3 separate regions of the Mus musculus genome follow, and regions 2 and 3 are each linked to region 1. The links are chromatin contacts, called in public ChIA-PET and Hi-C maps. All regions are on one chromosome and are shown on one strand. Each heading gives the region's core, a stretch centred on a gene start, on an enhancer-like site or on the middle of the called end of the contact. The rest is flanking DNA. Distances are from core to core; before and after follow the strand shown. Region 1 has its middle 56 kb from the start of Gm25802. Region 2 overlaps Gm40106 (a long non-coding RNA gene). Region 3 has its middle 64 kb from the start of Gdap2.

The links. A called contact is a pair of places that touch in the nucleus more often than the background predicts. ChIA-PET counts read pairs in DNA pulled down with a chosen protein or histone mark.
Region 2: an RNA polymerase II ChIA-PET map of memory CD8 T cells shows a contact between it and region 1, with 16 read pairs. The contact joins two enhancer-like sites. A contact is called at or near these places in 4 of 484 Hi-C or Micro-C datasets (the G1E-ER4 cell line, mammary gland, muscle stem cells and 1 more) and 2 of 115 datasets of contacts at active chromatin or transcription factors (embryonic fibroblasts and memory CD8 T cells).
Region 3: a Hi-C map of uterus shows a contact between it and region 1. The contact joins two enhancer-like sites. A contact is called at or near these places in 2 of 484 Hi-C or Micro-C datasets (B cells and uterus) and 1 of 115 datasets of contacts at active chromatin or transcription factors (large pre-B cells).

What each region holds. Positions count from the first base shown.
Region 1 is chr3:100,357,299-100,361,590 of GRCm38.p6, forward strand. No RefSeq gene overlaps it. Among named protein-coding and RNA genes, the nearest start is that of Gm25802, 56 kb to the left of the region's middle. Within about 2 kb of position 1,938, at least 39 of the 459 cell types and tissues checked have an H3K27ac peak or open chromatin away from gene starts, as enhancers often do. A contact at or near this core is called in memory CD8 T cells and uterus, where this site is marked.
Region 2 is chr3:100,500,459-100,504,750 of GRCm38.p6, forward strand. The region is part of intron 2 of Gm40106 (a long non-coding RNA gene); the gene reads right to left. All of the region lies in intron 1 of Gm12474 (a long non-coding RNA gene), which reads left to right. Among named protein-coding and RNA genes, the nearest start is that of Gm12474, 7.2 kb to the left of the region's middle. Within about 2 kb of position 2,468, at least 43 of the 459 cell types and tissues checked have an H3K27ac peak or open chromatin away from gene starts, as enhancers often do. A contact at or near this core is called in memory CD8 T cells, where this site is marked.
Region 3 is chr3:100,224,276-100,228,567 of GRCm38.p6, forward strand. No RefSeq gene overlaps it. Among named protein-coding and RNA genes, the nearest start is that of Gdap2, 64 kb to the left of the region's middle. Within about 2 kb of position 1,721, at least 16 of the 459 cell types and tissues checked have an H3K27ac peak or open chromatin away from gene starts, as enhancers often do. A contact at or near this core is called in uterus, where this site is marked.

The sequences.
Region 1 (4,292 bases), core at 688-3,187:
GCCTAGAATCACCAGCCAGGATGCCAGCCTCAATTATGAGTTATTCAGAAGCAACCCAGAATTTTTAATTTGGAAGATAAGAAGGTCCAGCCTTGCATGGCCAGGCCCCTCCAGGAACTGTTACCTAGATAAGCTTTCTTTACTTCCAGCCAGAAACCATTCTTCCTTCATGTTAATAGCCTTTATGTAGGGGATGTCAAAAAGAAACAAATAACAGGGAGAGGAAGGTGGGAAAAAGGTTCAGTTGGTTACATGCTCACCCTGTGGGCATAAGGACCTGAGTTCAGATTCCCAGAACCCAGATAAAAAGCCAGGAATGGTGACACACTTCTGTAACCCTGGCACTGAGGAAATGAAGACAGACAGACAGATCCCTAGAGATGCCTTAGTCACCCTGCCTGCCAATCCATGTACTTCCCATTCAGTAAAATATCCTGTCTTGGTAAATAAGGAGATAAGGGGGACAGCTATAAAGAGCTTGATTTCTGGCCTTCACATACATATATGCACAGACGCGCGCATGTGCACACACACACACACACACACACACACACACACACACACACACACACACATACTACATGGAAAAAAAAAAGAAAAAACAAGAGTGGCTAGAGACAACCCAGCCTTGGAGACATAAACGAATTAAAGTACCAGTGAAATAATTTAGGTCTCATTGTTCCACTGAGCATCACTGTCATATAATACATATGTGACCTCAGGAAAAACAAACACTATGAGTCTCAGTATTGCCTCCCTGACAGTATGCTACACATGAACATATGAAATGTCAGGAGCTCCCTCAAGGATGGATAAATGGTAGACCTTTTCTCTCCCAAGCTGATGGGGCCACTGAGACCAAATATTAGAATCCGTGTTTTAGCCCTTCTCTCTCTCAAGCTATTGTTCCATGGAGAGGTTTTCCTCGAGCTTGTTCACTCCTTAGCTGCTGTGGTTTGTATCAATTCTATTAGTCTTGCTAGCCCTATGTTTTTTACTGTATCCTCCTTAAGATCTATTCTTCACTAACTGCTGGCACAAACTAATAGCCTGAAATTGTCGTTAATACAAAACATATAACAGAAAGACAACATGACCACTCATAACACGGTGATGTGTGAAGATTAGCCAGGATGGTTGCTAGCAAGGACATTGACGCCATGGTAGATTTTGCAGTGCCAGGTGAGCTTCTGAAACACTTGACATGTAAACTTTCAGCTCTAACAAAGAACCATATTTGAATACACTGTTCTATGAGATGCAACAGCTGACAGGTGTTTTTAGAACCCACTGCCCTTGAGACTCAATAATGATTTTACTCTTCTAGCAGCTATAGGTAGAAAGAAATGAATTTAGAGGCCTCTCCCTCCAATCTCTCATAGCATTCTGGCTTCCCAATACCAAAAGCTAACAATTTGCATCCACTCTGTTAGCATCTCTTAACCATGTTTACTCAAAAGTGAGATAGGTCTTTGAAGGCTGGACCAGTAGGAATGGGGTGAGAAGGAAATACCCCATTTTTTTTCTCTTTGGCTAAGCCACTAGCTTCCATGTTTCTTTTATGTTAAAATGTCCCCACCCTTGCAAGTGGGACATGAAATGTCCCAGCACACTCAGGTGAGACCTACTGGACCTTCTGTAACAATGGTGAGAGCTTGGCTGTGGTGGGGACTGCATCAGAGTCAATCCGATGTTGGAGTCCAGGGAGTGAGATTCTAGTCCAGTCCCAGCTTCACAGGCTGTGGGCTATGGGAGGCATCCCTGTCCGCCATCAGGGGTCCACTAGTTCCTTAACTGGAACAACCAGGGAGGGGGAAGAGAGGAGCCTGAGCATTCTAAGAAAGTGTGAAAAATGTACACAGCCACTAGGTGTCAGCATGCAGAAAGACAGCAGGCTCTCAGGACACAAAGGGCTTGCAAGTATTTTGGCTTCCGGTATGTTCAGGTTCAGCCCTAGAAGAAAGCTGCCAGTTTCCCCGGTCCCCACGCAGTTACTGAACATCAGCGTTTGACAGCCCTTTGAAGCTCTACTCCAAACGGTCCCTTGGGGAGCTTTCCCTGATGACACCCTCTCCCATATTTCTCAGACACGTTTGGTCAGTCAGCACTTTCTCTGCTCTCCCCATCCGAATCTTGACCATGACAATCAAGACTTCCAGAGAATGGGCACCCCCTCTCGGTCTCCCTGTAAGGTTCTTTTAAGCAGAGACAAGCTTCCTTCATCTCAGTTTTTTGATTTTCAACCCAGGACTGCCTGTACTTGCTACTTAAGCTAAGTGAATGGAGGAGCTTAGAATCAGGGCGGTATGGGGGGGTCTAAACAGTTTTAGAAAGCAGTAACTTGGTTATTATGTCAATTTATCTTTTTATCCCCGAAAAGCTGAACACCTACAAAAGACAGCATTTCTAAGGGTATGAGTAGTGTTCCCATCATTGGGCAAGTTTGGGCTCAGAAGGCACCCAGGAGACATTTGACCCCTTTGAATGAAACTGAATTAAAGTAATAGACCTTGAAAATAAATAGCATTTTAGAAACTGGTAAGAAGTGGCCTTTCTGGATTGTCCACCAGAGAGACCCTTGGAAAGCAGGTTGCTGGCCTGAGAATTGTGTCTATCCCGAGGGGCTCCAGAGTTAAGTTAATGTGGTCTCTGGGTCTGTCTGGATTCCCACACCTCCCCCTTAACATACAGCCACGCATAGCCTGGAAGAGCAGTAAGTCGTGGGCACACTAAAGAATCTCTGACGATGTCATTGTATTCAGTGGGACCAACAGCAGGAAGATGCCTTCCTCCAGCATAGTGGTTCTCAATTTGTAGACTGTGACCCCTTTTGGGGGTCAAATGACTCTTTCACAGAGGCCACCTAAGACCATTGGAAAACACAGATATTTACATTCTGACTCATAACAATAGCAAAATTATAGCTATGAAGTAGAGACAAAAATAATTTCGTGGTTGGGAGTCACCACACATGAGGAACTAACTGTACTAAAGGGTCACAGCATTAGGAAGGCTGAGAGCCACTGTTAGCACTTCTGAAAGACAGCTCACGCAGCTCCCTGGCATGTCTTTCCCTCACTATAAACAGATTCTCAGGTGTCTCAATGTTCTCAAAAGCTTCCCCACTCAACACAGCTGCTCCTTAAACCTCCACCGTCCTTCACTGTCAAGCCCCTCCACCCGCAGAGAGCCATCTACGTCTTGCCCGTACATTCTTCTCTGCCCCTCCATTCTCTGCAATGTGGCTCAGGGCTCAAATAGTCCTTCAACTGGATCAAACAGACTGGATCAAACTGGTCCTCCTGACTGGATCAAACAGACTCTCACAGCCCCACAGACGCTATCAGCTTCTTGCTTGAAACTTTGTCTTGATTTTTCATGACAGCCCCACTGGTATGATTGATTCTTCCTTCTTCAGCAGGTTCCTCTTGGCACCTTTTTTGGTTGGCTCTTGTGGAAGGCCTCCATCTCCTCATCTTTCCTCATCTGCTGTCCCTGCATCGTCTACTCTTCTGTCCAGTTCTATCCTTCATGTTCTCATTATGAGCCCTGGGTCCTTCCACTTGTCTCCTATATCCGAGTAAACCCCTCGAAGGACCCAAGTCCATTCCTGTCCTCCCACCCTGCTCTGGATTGTCTCTCATCTTTTTATGTCTCTGCCATGCATCACCACTATGTGCCTTTGATCTAAATGTTAAAGGTTCATCACACATGGTGCCACGGATCTGGAATATAAGCTACGTCATTTCATCCCTCCAATTTGAAATCTTTTATGGTATCCACTGCCTAAGAGTACATCCAAGCTCATTACCAAGGATCATACTCAAGGCTCTCTTTCAACAGGGCTCAACATCGCCTGGTCCTCACTTTGTTTCTCCAGCAGATATTCCTGCATTCCTTAATCCAAAGTCAGTTTTAGGAAAAGTCTTAAATTAAGGGCTGTGAATATGGCTCAATCAGTGTTATGTTAACAAGCCACACAAGGTCTCCATACACATGAGCACATATGCCCATACCTGTATACACATGCACCTACACACACATAAACATGTGCACACAGGTATATGTATTTGAGTGTACACCCATGAGTGGCTCTTTTAGACAGTGAGGGGGACAGGGAAGCTCATCTGATTCATCCATTCCTGTGATCTGTCCAAGGAGGTCTTCCTCTGTTTGTGGTATAAGCACACACAGACACACAGACACACAGACACACAGACACACACATACACACACACACAAACACACACACCACTTTAAAGTTCTACTCATACATTCTCTTTCTCCTGAAA
Region 2 (4,292 bases), core at 1,218-3,717, 140 kb after region 1:
AAACATTTAATTGGGGCTGGCTTACGGTTCAGAGGTTTAGTCCATTATCATCATGGTGAGAAGCTTGCATGCAGACATGGTGCTGGAGAAGGAGGGAAGAATTTTACATCTGGATCTGTAGGTTTTAGGAAGAGAGTGACAGTGGGCCTGGCTTGAACATCTAAAATCTCAAAGCCCACTCCCTGTGACGTATGTTCTCCAACAAGGCCACACCTCCTAATTTCATTCAAACCACCAATCTCATTGTATTCTTCCTGTCTGATGTGCTACTACTCTTGATAGTATCATCCTGGAGCAGAAGGCTCTTCAGAGACCCTTTAACTGAAGAGTAAGAAGCTGTGGGCACCCAGTGTGGGAAGCCACAGATGCCATTACAAGGTGGCACAGGCTACCCCTGGCAACCACGCATAAGTTTGGGTAAACAACAAATGTGTACATATGCAGTAAAGTTTTTCACCAAGTTACTGCCTGGCCTGGGGCATGATAATGAGGCTCTGCAAGGTACTGAGAGAGAATAACCAATCAGATGAGAGACATGCAAATGAGGTATGATAATGAGGCTCAGTGAGGTACTGAGAGAGAATAACCAATCAGATGAGAGACATGCAAATGAGGTATGATAATGAGGCTCAGTGAGTTACTGAGAGAGAATAACCAATCAGATGAGAGACATGCAAATGAGGTAGAATGCATAACCAATCTGGGTGTGAGACACGCCTCTCCTAGGCCTATATAAGCAGCACCAGTTCTGGGCTCGGGGTCTTCTTGCCTACGCAGTAAATGCTCTCCCAATAAACGTGTTGCAGAAGGGTCCTGTTGTGGCGTCTGCTTTGCTGGCGAGTCGGGTGCTCACAACCCAGGGCATCTTAACCTTACTGTGATGCCACCCCACCCTTCCCTGAGACATGAGGGAAGACTTTCTGCCAGATATCCCAAGATCTTAAAGGACAGAGATCCATTGCTAAGTGGAGTCCACCCTGGTCACCATGCATGCTGCACACTGAGTGCCTGGCTGTGGGTAAATTAGGAATGGGTTTGAGTATCCAAATTACTGTGTTGGGGCATCAGATTTAAACAGAGAATAGGGAGCCCCTCCATGTATCTTGAGGTGACTGTGAGAATTCTTTCAAGTAACCCATGAGGTGAATGAAAGAATCATAGGGCCTCCTGAGTATCTTTTCCTTCCCCATCTGTCTGTCCGTCCATCCGTCCATCCATCTATCTCAGTGGTTCTCAACCCCTTTGGGAATCTAACCACCTTTTTGCAGGGGTCACCTAAGACCATCAGAAAACAACAGATATTCATAATATAATTCATAACAGTAGTAAAATTACACTTATGAAGTAGCAGTGAAAATAATTTTTATGGTTAGGAGTCACCACATGAGGGACTGTATTAAAGGGTTGCAGTATTAGGAGGGTTGAGAATCACTATTCTATCTAGAACCTGAGGCCACCAGCCACCACTGCAGTAAGGACCACAGCTGGTGAAAGACTCTGCCTTAGGTTGTGACAAAATGACCTTGTGGTTAGGACAATGACACAGTTTTTAAAGTTACTGGATAATGAAACTGGAGTCCCAAGGTGACAAAGACAAAGGAAAGGTGACCCTCCAGGATCTAGGATACAATTGGGGAACTAAAGTATGTTGGTCATACTTGGGACCAACACACTCCCCACTCTATGATAGTCAATGGCTTCTCCTTTCAGACCACATCCCTAATGCTTTTGTTACCTAAAATTCAAACTCACACACAGGATTCAGTGGAGAGGGTGTTAGCAGCATGTTGGCATGTTGGCTGTCCCTCTGCTACATGTGATCAGTTGAGGGGACAGAGGAGGTCAGGTGACAGAGTGCAGAATGGATGCAGTTATCCAAAGAACGTCCTAGGGACTTGTTCCTCCACAGAGGTAAGCCAGTGCCTTCACAGAAGCCCCAGGCCTCACAGTTGGACTAGCCATAGGTTTTCAGGGCATAGCAGACTAAAGTGCTACATCTGAGGTCCTCGCCAGCCTGGGACATAGCTTCCCACTTGTTTTATTTTGACTAGACTATTCAAAGATTCTCTCACATCAAGCTTGAGGTCCTTAAAGCAAAAGACTGTGGTACTAGTGCCAGTGAGCTGTCAAGGCTTGTCGCCCAACCCAAGGGCTTTGTTTTGTCTGACCGAATCTGAAGTAATCACAGGCCTGGTGTTCTTAGACTGTACAGAGAAAATTTTGTAACCTTTTTGACTAACTTCGTGGCCAGTTACCCCGGGGTGCAGGCTTCCTGTTACAGGGTTTAGAAACCTCTCTGAACCTTCTAGCAGCACACGGCTACGTAAACAAGGCTGAGGTCACACCTCTCCCTCCTTCATTTTTCTTCTTGGTTTTCTTATTAGTTCTTTGAAATTTTCATACAGTTTATGTTGATCATGGTCCTCCCTCTCCTCAACTCCTCCCAGATCCACATACCTCCCTTCCCTACATCATTAGAAGGTAGTGGTGGGGGCTGGGATGGTGTGGATAACTGAAAGCCACAGAGTCAGGGAATGGCTTATACTATGTATGTGTGACAGGAGACACTGATCGTTGTTCGTAGTCAGGACAGTGGCTCTCTGTGATGAGAAAGGATGGCTCTGGGCAGAAGCAGGAGAGCCTTGATGTAGGGTCCAGTTGGTTCTGACGTCAGTCCTTAGAGAGAAGGGCTTAGAAACAGTGCTGAGCTCCCCTGGGTGGTGCTCCCACTGATCAACACTAAGTTGTTGCCTTCATTTAGGACAGGGTTCTAAAACCCTTGAGGCCAAGGGAGAGCTGGGGATATGTATCTAGAAGACACCTTTTCCATGTCCAGATCCGAGACTCCTATCCTGTAGTTACATGGAATTCCAAAATGTAGGGACATTTTGTCTAAATGAATACTCCTGGTCTCCCCATATTCTGATCCACAGGACCTCATCTCAGGGCTGGGAGGAACTTAGTTGGTAGAGCGCCTGCCTAGTACATGTGAAGACTTAGGTTGGATCCTCGGTTCTATATAAAAACCAGGTATGGTGGTACAGGCTAGTAGTTCTAACACCAGGAAGGTGATAGTTGAAAGATCAGAAGTTCAAGGTCATCTTTGACTCCATAATAAGTTCAAGGCCAGCTACGGCTGCATGAGAACCTCCCAAGGCAGGGTTGGTTCACAATCTGTCTCTGTTATTTGTTTTCTGTACTGCCTTCGGCAACTTCCTTACTCTGTGTCTCTATTCCTTCTGCTGAGATGGGAATACGAATGTCAGCCTTGTCAGGCCATTGTGAAAATAAAGGGCCCAAGGTGCTTCTGTCTGCAAATGGCAGCAACAAGCCACATTACTGTAGTTACTGATTGCTGCTACGAAAGGGTGGATATCTGTGGTAAATCTACATTCATCAAAGGATGCTTTTGTAGGAATGAATGTTAACCCCTCTCTCTAATCTAGACAACTTTCAATCCTCCTGCCTCAGCCTCCAAGAGAACAGGCTAGTGCCACGAGATTGGGTAACAGTAATTGTAATGTCCCAAGGAAATGCTAGCTTATACTGTCCCAGTCAGAAGCTTTACCTATTAAATAGTCAACCCTCCCCCACTCACCCCAGACACACTCAAACATTCCTGCTTTCGTTTCAAATGGCTGAGTGCTATGCTCAGTGAACACCACCTTTCAGGACCCTCAAACAGCGTGTCAGCAGGAAGCCTGTCCCCCGCATGGCTACAGCCGTTCAGATTTTGCATGAAAACACTGTGTATGCTCTCAAACCATAGGCTTCTAGACTCTCGGGTATTGCTCTATGAACCAGAATCCAGCTGTGGGAGAAATGAGATCTCCGTGTAGTCAGACACCTGGACTTTCTGAGAGACGTGTCAGCTGTCTGGCTAGTTTCATGTAGGTTAATGATGGAAGCTGGCTGCTTTATGCTGAACAACTCTGCATTTCACTAAGCAGAATTTATCTCCAAGGATTAGGGGTTCAGATCCTCTAAAACAACTGTCCTTAATGACAGTAAAGGTTATTATGCTATCAGATGTCCTTTTAGAATAGGTGTTTCTCACAAGTGGAATTCAGAGTCACCAAGTGTCTACCTCACTGCAAATGAAAACATCCAAGAGGCCAGACAGTGGTGGTGCGTATGCCAGGAGGCAGAGGCAGGTGGATCTCTAAGTTGGAGGCCAGCCTGGTCTACACAGCGAGTTCCAAGGCAGCCAGGGCTACCCAGAGAAACCCTGTCTCCAAAAATCTATATATAGAATGAAAGAAAGGAAGGGAGGAAGGGAGAGGGGGAGGAGG
Region 3 (4,292 bases), core at 471-2,970, 130 kb before region 1:
CCCAGCACTCACAGCTGTCTATAACTCCAGTGCCATAGGCCCTTGACACCCTTTTCTGCCCACCATGGGCAGACAGCATAGGCATGCATGTGGTGCACAGACATACATGCAGCAAGACACCTATACACATAAAAACTAGTTAAAATGTTTTAAATGTACAACTCAGCTCTTTTGTGCACTACTGCCTTTCCAGTAACCTAAGAGTCATTCTTATCCAGAATTTGCCATACTACCCTCAGTAATCTCATCACTGCCCTTTGTCCTTTTGAACTTGTTAGAAGCCCACCAGGTCATTCTCAGAGGGGGGGCCACCAATACCCACTCATGTTTATGGTTTTCCAGTTCTTGCCCAGCCAGCCCCCTCTTTCAGCAGAATGACCACATCGGGAGGCTAATCCACAGCTTCTGTGAGCCTGGGTTTTATTTAGAGCCTCTCTGCCTTTCCTCATACTGGTCTGTAGCAGCCTTCTACTTGTATTATCCTGGTGAGTGTGGGTTACCTCTTTTCTACGGGAGAGTGGTTACCTCATAGCACACCACCTAATTTGTCACTATGAACAGTTGCTCTCAGCTCAGCCTTCAAAACACAGACCCTTTAATAGCACCTATTTTTTATATTGCTATCACCACTTTCCACCAGTTTTCTTGGGCAGTTCTTAGATTTACCACTGTTTTCTGAATCTGTAAGTAGGACTCTAGGTTACATCACAAAATACTGTGTTTGCATTGCTGCAGTATTGAGAGTAGTTTTAATAACTTTCCATATGGGCTTTGATGGAGGAAAACCTCTGATCTAGACTGTACACTCCAAGAAGCTAAAGTTTGAAGCATCTCTGTGAACATCATTGTAGCCTCAGCACTGACCACAGCACTGGCAAGTGATATATATTTTGGTGTTGTATGAGTTGTTTTAAAGTAAATGTAAAGAAAGGGTGGGCAAATTTTCACTACAGTGCATTATTTGACGAGAGCATACCTGACCCAGCCTAATAAGAATAAACGATAAGGCAGCATCTTCTACTAGTAAAACATTTTCATATCCTTTATAAATCTAGATAAGCTCGTTAGCCCTGGATATTTTAAGGATTTACCAGAATTATATCATTTCAGAACAGCCTCTGTCAGCCCAAATCGAATAGATCGCAAGGATGTTGCCAAGGCAAATTCCTAAGAAGAACACAGTGCTATAGAAGCAGTTCACGGAGTCCTGAGAGTCTTGGTCGGTGCTCACATCCTGTTGCAATGTTAACAAGGATTGGCAGCCAGCCGTGGTGGTGGGAGATGAAGAAGAGCAGCCATGGTGAAGTCAAGATTCCTCAAGTAGATATGTTATGGGATGAGTCCTAGTCTAGGACATCGTGTTCAGTGATGAAAGCCAGGAGCACCTCTATTTTCTCTTTAATGAATCTCATTTTACTGCGAAGTGGTGAAACAAACACATTCCAGCTGAGAATTGTTAGCCATGACCTTTGTTCGGTGCGTAATATTCTGGATGTGCTCTGGACCGAGGTGTTACACTTTGCAGCTAAATTCTTACATATGCAGTGTCATAGTAAGCAGTGAACATTTGAGAAGAGAACTTCATTTGAAACCGAGACTGTTCCAGGGAGATTATTTGGTAATCACTTCTCACAGGATGACCATGTTTAGCCATGGGTCTGGTCAGGTGTGGCTTGGCAAAATTTTTCCACAAAGAATCAGATTTAGAGCTGAGTCATGTCAGATGCCTGTAATCCCAGGACTTGTGAGGCAGAGGCAGAAGAATAACATCAAGGGACAGACCAGCCTGGTCTGTGGAGTGAGTTCTGTGGTACCCCAAACCACAGAGGAAAACCCTCTCTCAACCTCCGTGTACCCCTAAGAAAATCAGATTTGAGAATGTGTTGAACTTGAGTTTTCAGCGTGGCTAAAAGCTATCCTGTGCCCACCCCTGAGTTTAGTTTTTAAATCTTTTAGCTTTGGATATGAGGAAGGTACACAAGAATTAGAAATTGATTTTCTTTGCCTGTTCCATAGGGAATGTTGACAAAAATATGAGACCAGCTAACTACATTGTTCCACAACACTTTTTCCTGAGTAAACCAAAGGACCCAGTGCATCCAATCTCAACCTTTGTAATAGGACCTGATGTCCTGACCAGGATGGGACATGTTCCTTGACACATTTGTCCTATTTCATGTGTGCATGTTTATATAACTACATGTTTACACATATGTGTACATTTGAAAAATGAAGTACAAAGGAAAGAGAAGAAAAACAAGTGCTGATAGACCAATGAAACAAGGAAGGAGAGTGGGCCTAGGCAAATGGCCCAGAGGCTGGGAGTGCTAGCTGCTTTTCCACAAGATCTTGGCTCAATCTCCAGCACTCACATGGTGGCTACAACCATCTGTCACTCTGATTCCAGAGGTGTTGGTGGGGGCCCAGCAAGATGCTAGGCACACATGTGGTACACAGACATACATGCAGGTAAAACACACCCAACACAAAACATATTTTAAAAACAGGAAGGAAGGAAGGAAGGAAGGAAGGGAGGGAGGGAGGGAGGGAGGGAGAGATCTCCTATATGGTGTGCTGTTGCTAGCAGATGACTATGACACTTGGAAGATGAGATTCCAACAGAGCTTCATTCTAGGGATATGTTAAGCAATACACTCCCATGAATCTGGGAGATGTGATGTCGAAAGGCCACATTTCTGGTCATCCCAAACTATGATTTTTTTTCTTTGTATTTCTGAAACCATGTTCCTGCCTTTTTGCTTGTCACATTATTAATAAGCATGAATAAAAAGAGTGAGGTGAGGTAGACACTAATATTTATAATCTGCTACTGTGTGCTACAAGTCATTTTGAATATATAAATAGCTGAGTCTCAACAATCCTGTAAGGTCGAAACACTTGTCTGTCTGTCTGTCTGTTTGTTTGTTTGTTTGTTTGAGACAGGATTTCTCCTTGTAACCCTGGCTGTCCTGGAACTCATTTTGTAGCCCAGGCTAGTCTCAAACTCACAGAGACCCACCTACCTCTGCCTCCTGAATGCTGGGCCTGCCCAGTGAGATTAGAATTTTTGTTCTTGTTTATAAGTGAGAACACAAGAGAACAGAGAGAACAACCAGTGTTAGCTAAGTCTCAATCTAGATTCAAACATGGTATCGAAGTAGCCGGCCTCTAGTTTACTAATTCAAGGTGTATCATGAAAACAGGGTCACCCATTGATTTCCCTAGGGACTTCCTGAGAGTTAGTGATGAGGTTGATGGAAAGTCAGGCTTTCTAACTCCCAGTCAGCTTTTAGATCTCTCAACTGACACCATGCTAAAAATACCCATTGGTGGGGTAAGCCTTGTAGAGGTCAGCTTGCACAAAGCACACAGGAATGTGCATGCAATTATATGGGAATGTATTCTGGATCATATAACTGAGTATTTTTGTTCTATCATGTGGTTTTCCCCCCTCTCATGACGAAACTTGTGGCTGTCATCCAAGTAACTACATAGCCCAGGATGAAGCAAGAAATGGGCATTCTCCTATGCTTGCTCAGAAAAGAAAAGAATGTTCTTGATAAGAGGAGGAACTTAGTGCATGCTGATTTTAAATAAATAAATATATACTATTTATATTAAATATATACATACTATTTATATTAAATATATACATACATACATACAAATTTAAAAAATAATTCAGTATATACTTATAGTGGGGGAAACAGTGTTTTATATAATAATCCTTTGGATTTGCTTATTTATTCTCTTGATTTTCAGATGTGTTTTGACCAAATAAATTTTAAAAATGACTTGACTCTAGCCCCTCCCTCCACAAGAGACAAAAACCCTTTGCTATAAAACTTCGATTGAAAGTAATTCTAGGACTCAGGCTCTCTTGTAAAGCATACTTGTCTCTGACAGTCTTAGTCTATCCACTGCTACTTTCCATATTCCAGGTAGACAAGCCATCGGGACCTGCAAGTTTGCAGTCCTACAGCTTCAGCTGCCTCTGCAGTCTTGCTTCCTCCCTACCTTCTTTTTCCCTTACCTCCAAACAATTCAGAACACATGTCACCAAGGGCCTCTTTGCCTTTCTATGTTCTTTAAGTATTAGCCTCCATAATCCAGCTCCTCTACTCTCCATGACCTCCCTCCCCCATCTGCATCCAATTTCAAGTTTAGGCCCTTACCCCTAACCTTCATTGTCTTCCTCCCTTAGGACCCCCAGTATCTTACATCCCTTTGTTCAAGTGACATCTTTCTTGTATCATGGTTTTGTGACATGGTATCTCACGCTAACCAAGGGC